Regions from separate parts of the Gossypium hirsutum genome. Here region 2 is linked to region 1. The links are chromatin contacts, called in public Hi-C maps. All regions are on one chromosome and are shown on one strand. Each heading gives the region's core, a stretch centred on a gene start, on an enhancer-like site or on the middle of the called end of the contact. The rest is flanking DNA. Distances are from core to core; before and after follow the strand shown. Region 1 holds the start of LOC107893904 (auxin-responsive protein SAUR22). Region 2 holds the start of LOC107893908 (auxin-responsive protein SAUR50).

Region 1 (4,119 bases), core at 1,264-3,763:
CTTTCCACATGTGTCCAAATAGAGAATGGTTCTCCACATATAGTTCACTTGAAGGTGGAGTTGTGCACATGTGAAACGGTTCATTTAGTGAGGTAATCGATATTGGTACTATTAAAATCAGGATGCATGATGGGATGATCAGGACAATATTAGATGTTAAGTATGTACTTGATTTATGAAATAATCTCATCTCCTTGAGTATTTTAGACTCAGAAAGTTATAGAATCAACATTAAGTCAAATGACATTAAGGTATCTTGTGGGGCTCTCATTTTGATGAAAGTTAAAAGGATCGACAGTCTTTATATTCTGTAAGGTTCTATAATGATCGGTGAAATCGGACGCCTCTCGTCTATTACGAAGTCGAAGTCAACTCGTTTGGAGCAGAGGCAACTTGCTCATAGGAGGGAAAAATATATAACAATTTCTTTGAATAGAGGTTCTCTTTTGGATGGAAGTTTTGAAAAGTTAGAGCACTGTGTTTATAAAAATCATAGCCGAATTAGTTAGATTTGGCAGTACACAAACATATTCAACTCAGTTAATTTCTTGCATAGTTAAAGATAGGCCCGTGACGGGCTTTGGCAAAGATGACGTTGTGGAAATACGAGTCAATATGGAGATTTGTTGAGTGTGCCACGTATTTCTGTCAAATTTGAAAGATTATCTCCCAGTGAAACTCTATTTATTTGTTTCAGTCAAACGCTAATTAGTCTAAATTATTTTATTATTATTTGACCTACGAATTTAGCCTATAAATAGGCTCTTTTAAAACCTTAGAAAATACACCCATAAAGATTAGAAGTCATAACAGTTTTGGAAAATGTTGTGTTTACGTTTTGAGAGTTATTTATTTTCTGGTTTCGGGGTTTAGTTTTTTATCTCTATCTTTTGTACTCTTCATTCTTTTACCATTATAGTAAAATTATCTTTGCCTATGATTTTTTTATCCTCTTTGATGGGGTTTTTCCATGTTAAATTTGTATATTCAATTTATCAATTTCTTCCACTATTTTTTATTTGTTCGTTGTTTAATAAGGTCGATCCACAACAATTTTAAACAAAAGCAGGAGTTGTTCTCAAACAACAGTTACATTGGATAACAATTGTTCTAACTGAAACTCTATTTTAAAAATAATTGTTGTGAACGAAGCTATTCTCAAACAACGACTCTTTCCTACAACAATTATTTTGAAGGGAAAGTAAATAAACTGACGTTGCTTATTTGTTTTAAGCATGCTAATACAATTTCTTGAATCGGCAGCCAAAACCAAGTATGTAGAATAATCAATTTTGAGAACCTTCCCAACGACTTTGCAATTTCCCGAATAAGGACTTCATCATATTATTTTACTTGAAGCCATGAAATCTTGATCTCAGCATTGTAGAAGAAGAAAAGATCTCTTTTGCTGAGAAGTTTTAGTCCATGGTTAGGACTGTCAAATAATGTCCATTGATAACCTAAGGACCCTTTTAGCGGTACAATAATCTAATAATTCAAAACTTTTTACTAAAACGTAATCATTTTCCATATCAATCAATTGAATGGTTTCAAACATAGATTGGATGTTGGAGTGCAAGGCTCTGTAACCCATTTCCATACGGCGGAGAAGTCCCGACTTACCAGCATGAGATCCTTGAACCAATTTATTTCCATTATCACATCCTCAGATATGGAGCTGTCCCTAATCTGAACCTTCTTCGTCACCCTAGCTTCATCTATCTCTGTTTGCAGAGATAGAAGAGTCCTCCTTGGAGACCATTTACAATCAGTCCTTGTATATATAACAGTTTCTTAACTTTAAAATGTTTTATCAAATTTATAAATTTAACAGAACTTGAAGAGCATCCTTAAAACACTTGGTTTCCGCTTTAGTTTGTCCACTTAAAAGTGTATCAACAAAAAAACTATTACTTTCTCGGTTAAAGTCATCCCATAATTGACAATATTAAAAATTAGAAAGGATGTTGTTGAGATCAAAGAACTAATTTTGTTGATAACTTTCTCTGCTTCTGTACATTACATTGGTTTTCAGCTCCTTTTTTTTTCTCTTTCACAAATGGAGAAAGAAAAAAAAAAAAGAGGAATCAAAATTGTGAAGGAGTGGCCCTTTGCATCTCTTATTAGGCCTGCAATCGAGAAGTGAGATTTAGGAAGGCATCTTCTCTGCAAGGAATTGTTAGACCACCCATGGGATGATTGAACCCGAACTCTTCCTCCGCTCGCTTAAGCAAGTCGTTGAACGAAGGATGGTTCAACACAGATATTGGAACCACGAACCTTTTTCTTTGCGTCTCCCCCACATAAACTGCAATGTGACCTTTCGGAACATCTGGTTTGTCTCTTGTAATACGAGACTGCAGCTTGAGGATTTGCTTGGCGCTGGAAATCATGGACGGTAGACGAACACCCATAATTCGAAATAATGAAAGGGAAATACAAGGAGATATAGATACTGAAATTTAAGGTTGCAGCAGTAACTTGTGAATTCTTTCAGGTTTCTTGGAGCTAAGAGGCTGATAATGGATTCTTATTTATAGAGAAGGGAGATGATCAAAGACGCAAATTGGCTACCATTTTGGCCTTGGGAGGACCCACTGCACCAAAGGGTCACATGGGTTGGCTCATTTGATTGGAGCCAATGATGCAGTAGACCAGCCACTAGCTCTCTCTCCTCGGGCCGTACTTGGGGAATATCCGGCAACGTCGTCAGTGATGCAAGATCTGTTTGTAATATTGACCGTAACATGTTGAAGTAATTTTTTTTTTATCAAACATAATTGATGTAATGAGTGGATTCGGTCCAAACTAAGCTGTCACGGATGGACTAAACAAAATATTCGTGTCAAGTACGGAACTACAGTCCGTCCCATGCGGTGCTAGCTGGCTATACACTTGCATTTATACAGTATTCTATTCTAAGGTTTTCTTTTGAGGTTTTTTTTAGTGCACATCCCATTCTTGGTTTTGGATAAAAAAGGTATCGAAAGCACTAAGGTTTTTTTTCTTAGAATTATCTTTTGCATCGTTACGGAATTTTTAGGGAACTACTGTTGCTGACTCTAGCTTATATAATTTTATGTGACAATTAATAGTTATTTATAGTCAGTCCTCAAATTTTAGTTTCGCATATTTGTCCAGGTATTTTTTTAAATAAAAAAGCTAAATACAATTAATCATAATAAATTTTGTATTAGTCACCAGCGTTTTCTTGTATCACTTCTAGAGCAATTTATTTGGGTGGGTATTTATAAATTTTCAAATTAACATGATCATTTTTTACTAAAACTGTCATAGAGTCTGCAATCATATTTGTTGAGCATGGAGTATACAATACCTTTATATGTCATTCCCTTGCTAATTGTTCTCTGATGATTCGCACAAAGCTCGACCCAACCTATTTTGTTTGATTGTTAATCATATTTGTTGCAAGTAGATTGTCACTCTCCACCATGAGTTGCTTTATACCTCTCCTCCATGCTATATCCACACCATCCATAATAACCTAAAGTTCTGCATCAACTATAGAACATATACCTATATTTCTACTATACCCAATAATCCATTTACCTTTGTGGTCTCGAAACAACCCGCTAGTTGAGGCACTTCCTTTCAATAGATGCTTAACCCCATCCGTATTCAGCTTGCACCACCCTTTAGACGGCAATTTCTAGCAAGTCCGATTACTTCCCTGATCATTCTACTGATGCCCTCTTCAGCTTGCCATAGTAATTGATTTTGCATAAGCTAGAATACCTGTAACAACCCATTTTTGAGTCAAATAAGAATAGTAATTTCGGGACCACAAATCTGATGTCGAAAAATTATTTTAATATTATTATATGTGTTTACAGCATGATTGTATGTCTGTGTGAAAATTTTGTGAGCTAATTTTATTGTTTAATAGCTCAAATTGAGAAAAAAAGACTAAATCGCGTAAAATGCAAAAGTTGCATGCTATTAGTTAAAAGTGTTAATTGGCCTTGGCTTTTAATTATGAAGGCCTTAAATGGTAATTAGACCATTTTAAATGTTAATTGACATCAATGGACATCCATTATATAATTTTATATGTTTATTACTAAGGTTAAAAAGGTAAATTAGTTTATTAACTTATAA
Region 2 (4,082 bases), core at 1,349-3,848, 480 kb after region 1:
GTTTTTACAATGCCACTTATCATCAATTTGAACTTCGATCATCAATGAGCTAATATTTTCTTGTCAAAATTTCTCTATGCATGCAAAATATGAAAGACAAAAATGCAAAAGACATAACAATGAAATGTGAAATTTATTTATTCATCATTCAAATACATAGAAAATGATTACATGTTTACTATAATATGAGCACATTTCTAATACACACGGGCATCATTATCGTAATCATATCATGGTTTTTTGGGTTATCAATGCTAAGGATAAGAATGATAACAATTTTATTGACATTGTGCATAGGGAGGTTACCCTTAGTAACTCTAGATAGAACTCAAAACCTCAACACCAACAATATGCCAAAAATACGACAAAATAGATTGGGCATACCATCAATGTTTAATGCATTATAGGATTAATATGAAAAAAGACACCTCCTCTATCATCAACTCCAAGCACAATGTGTCTTTCATCTGCTAAATAGTGCATGTATTGATAGCTTGAGTAATAAGATTTGAAGTATCACTATTATACGTTTCGAACAAGTTGGTATAGTAGCTGACCTTAAGGTAGTTATATTGAATAGGAGTGGATGTCAAGTTGGATAAATTTTGTGGCTAAGAGAGAAAGGCAAATGATGGTTAAAACAAAAAATAATGACCAAACTTGAAGGAGTCCAAATACTTTAAGGGACGAAGTTTGGGAAAAATGTAAAGATAAGATAGTGGTAAAGCATGTTGCATTCCCATGAAGAGAACTCAGGTTCAAACCTTGAAGATAACAATATTGGGAGGGGTAGTCACGAACACCAAAAAAATTAAGTTTCATGAATTGTGAAACGAACATAACCATACTTTAATTATACTTTTTTTTAAATGAGTATCTCAATTTATAATCTATGAAAAATTTGATTCATTTTTAAAATAATGAAATATTATAATTAAACTAAGGTTAAAAAATGAAAGTATTTAAAATAAAAATAATGATACACATGTAATTTTATAAATATTATAATTGAATTATAAATTTTACTATTTTATAACTTTTGAGGAGATTGAAGTGAATTAAAATTAATTATTTTGAAAGCTTTTGCGTGTGTTACGCCAAATACTCTAAAGCAAGTATGATGCATTAATCTTATATAGTAAATTTATACACCTTCGAAGAGAGTGAAAAGTCTTGGATTTAAAAGATTGAAGGGGTTAGTATTTAGAATGAGAGCGATGTATCAAATGCAATAATTAATGTTGGCTGAGGATTAGATCAGATAAAATCATCATTAATGGAGTAAAGAGCATACCCCAGTAGTCAACTAATACGTGAGAATGAAATATGGATGCAATCATGATGCCTTTGCTTTTTCGAGGAAATTTCTTGCATGAAACATTTATTTCAAATTATATTATGTGATAATAAAGATAATTTTAATGAGTAGTTGAAATAAACAAATATTTAAAAAAATTGATTTTGTATCATTATTTGAATGAGAATAGTTCTTCTAGTTTTTTCAAATTTAGCACATTTGATTTTAAACCCATATTCTTCCTTCACTAATCAGGCATGAAAAGAAAGAAACAAAAAAACATAATGACCCAAGTATAAATATCTTATGAACAACAGTTGAACAAAAGAAACCTGTGATTCCACATTCTCAGACAAGTTGCTGATTCTAATTTTTTTCTTTTTCCTTACATTACATGTCCTCCGCTTTGGTTTTGAGTTTGACTCAGGATTATGCTTTTCCCGACCTAGAGCTAAGCTATAATTAATAATAATAATTATAAAGAAAATATTTACCTGATTTGCATGGGAAGATAAAATAAGGTTGTTTCCTTAACATTCAACTTCTCTCACAAAATTTGTGAGGAAACACAAGTTTATACAAATGGTTGGACCCAGAAAATGTTATAATTCTTAGGTCTAGTTAGAGTCACTAATAACTAATTAATAAAACATTAAAAACCCCGGGTTCGAAGTAGTAAAAAGAAAAGAAAGAACCCCAAAAGGGATCAAGAATCACAATGAAGAAATGATGTTAGAAAAAAGAGAAACTAGCTATTCAATATATATGGTTGCTATGCTTCTCTTGGCCATCTTTCTCCAAAAATGCAAAGGCAGAACCCCTTCATTTCGCAACTCAATATATTCTTTTTTCCCATTTTCATTTAAGCATAGATGCAAGAGAGCGAAAAACAACTTCTTCACAAGGGATGGTAAGGCCCATATCATGGTTAAACCCAAACTCTTCCTCCGCTCGTCGAAGCAAACATTGGAACTCAGGGTGGGTCAAGAATGAGATAGGGACGATGTATCTGTTTCTGTTTTCACCAACGTAAACGGCAAAGTGACCTTTTGGTACGTCAAGTGGGAGCCCATCTTCGTCATATCCATGTTTCCTGCCTAAGCTTGAACATTTCTTCAGGATTTGCTTCAGAACTGCGGTTTGAGGCAGTTTGGATGGTTTTCTAATTGCCATTGCTGTTGTTGTGTGGAAGTGGTAGTAGAATAGAAGGTGTAGTGGGATGGGAGGATTGGGAGGGGGAGATGGCGGGTTATTTATTTATGGATAGTTGAGGCTAAGCCTCAAGGGTCATGTGGGACTGTGGGGGCAAACCCTAAAGGGACAAGCCACGGGTGTTATTAGGGTATGTATGTATGTGTGTGTTATATGTGTAAAGGACATGATGGGAGCCAAACCACCCCATTTGAATTTCTATTCTTTGTTGGTCCTCCTAATGACAAAATGGTCCCTCTTTCCCTATCTTCTGATTTAGCTACTTCTAATGTTGATATCGTAGAATTAAATAGCCACTGCAACTTGATGTTTTTGTTTTTCTTTTTTGTTAAAATTTGTACAAGGTGTTGGTAGTACAATGCGGGTAATTCCATATTAGTTTGAGAAAAAATTTTGTAAGAGAGTATTACTTATTATATTGAGTAATTAAGAGTAAACGGCCAATACATGTGCTATTGCTGCTTCGCTTTTGGTGCTTATTTTTTTAATAAAATTTCTGTTCTGTTTTTAGAATTTTTTTTTCCGGTCCAGAAAAATCTTCTATTATTTTTTGTTTTTTGGAGGATAATGTTCACTATACAAATATATCTATCAGTACTTCAATGACACATGGATTATTTTATTTATTTATACTCAATTTATTTATCCTTTCAATACTAACAATTTGGTTTTGTAATATATTTCCTAACACAATGTAGAATGCATTTTTAATGCATTTAGTCCTTTTACTATAGTTCTTTATAATTTACAAGGAGTTTGCCTTGGTTCATCTCTGTGTGTGTTTCTACCTGAAATCGGGGACCGATTGTAAGTGTACTGGAGAGTACTGTACAACAGTTTTGTTGGTTTTGGATATTTGTGATTGTTTTGGCTTGTGATTCTGTGTCCTGAGTCTGAAAGGCACAAAAAACACAACAAATTTTCACTGCATGCAGTATCCAAAGGCTTTTTGCAGAAACCCATGTGGTTTTTTAATTACTGTTACATTTGCAGGTTTTGATCATAGAATTGCTTTTTTTTTTCCTTACATGGTCAGCATTTCAATTCAGTTAGCCATTTTTAATCAAAAAAATTGAAATTAAGCCAAACATGCCAGGGCATAAAAGCCCCTTGAGTGTTGGGTGCAGTTTGGAAAAGAATGTCCCAAAGGGCCGATGGGTTTTCTTTTGAATGTGGTCCTGTCTGAAATCTCCACCACTTAAAAAATAAGGAAATATATTTTTTTATATAGTTTTAGAGACAATAATTGCTATTCTTCAAATGCCTCCATGTTCTGAGGCTCACAAAGTGTTCCAAAATGGCAATAGATGTAGTGTCTGATTTGGTTTTTTCTTTTTGTTTTCCTCAGGCTAAGACCCCCTAAACGTTTTCATGACAAAACAGATCCTTAAAACCCCAACAAGGCACTAGAACAAACGTAAGTACATTGGTTTGAAGGTCTTAATTGATACTAATATGCAACATATAGTTGCGTTTTTCAAACTTAACCCGAATCTTCCTTATAATCCTAAAATGTTGACCAACTGAAAAGAAGGGCAAAATCAAGTTGTTTTTATATTGACAGGTTGAGGGA

What was found. A called contact is a pair of places that touch in the nucleus more often than the background predicts.
Region 2: a contact with region 1 is called in a Hi-C map of leaf, with 1.7 times the contacts expected there. The contact joins the promoter of LOC107893908 here to the promoter of LOC107893904 in region 1. A contact is called at or near these places in 7 of 34 Hi-C or Micro-C datasets (callus and leaf).

Annotation. Positions count from the first base shown.
Region 1 is chrA13:42,838,839-42,842,957 of Gossypium_hirsutum_v2.1, forward strand. LOC107893904 (auxin-responsive protein SAUR22) reads right to left here and starts at 2,514. Exons shown (of 1, transcript XM_016819048.2): 1 at 1,971-2,514. The coding sequence starts at 2,414. The coding sequence ends at 2,124.
Region 2 is chrA13:43,323,705-43,327,786 of Gossypium_hirsutum_v2.1, forward strand. It overlaps LOC107893908 (auxin-responsive protein SAUR50), which reads right to left and starts at 2,599. Exons shown (of 1, transcript XM_016819054.2): 1 at 1,810-2,599. The coding sequence starts at 2,470. The coding sequence ends at 2,156.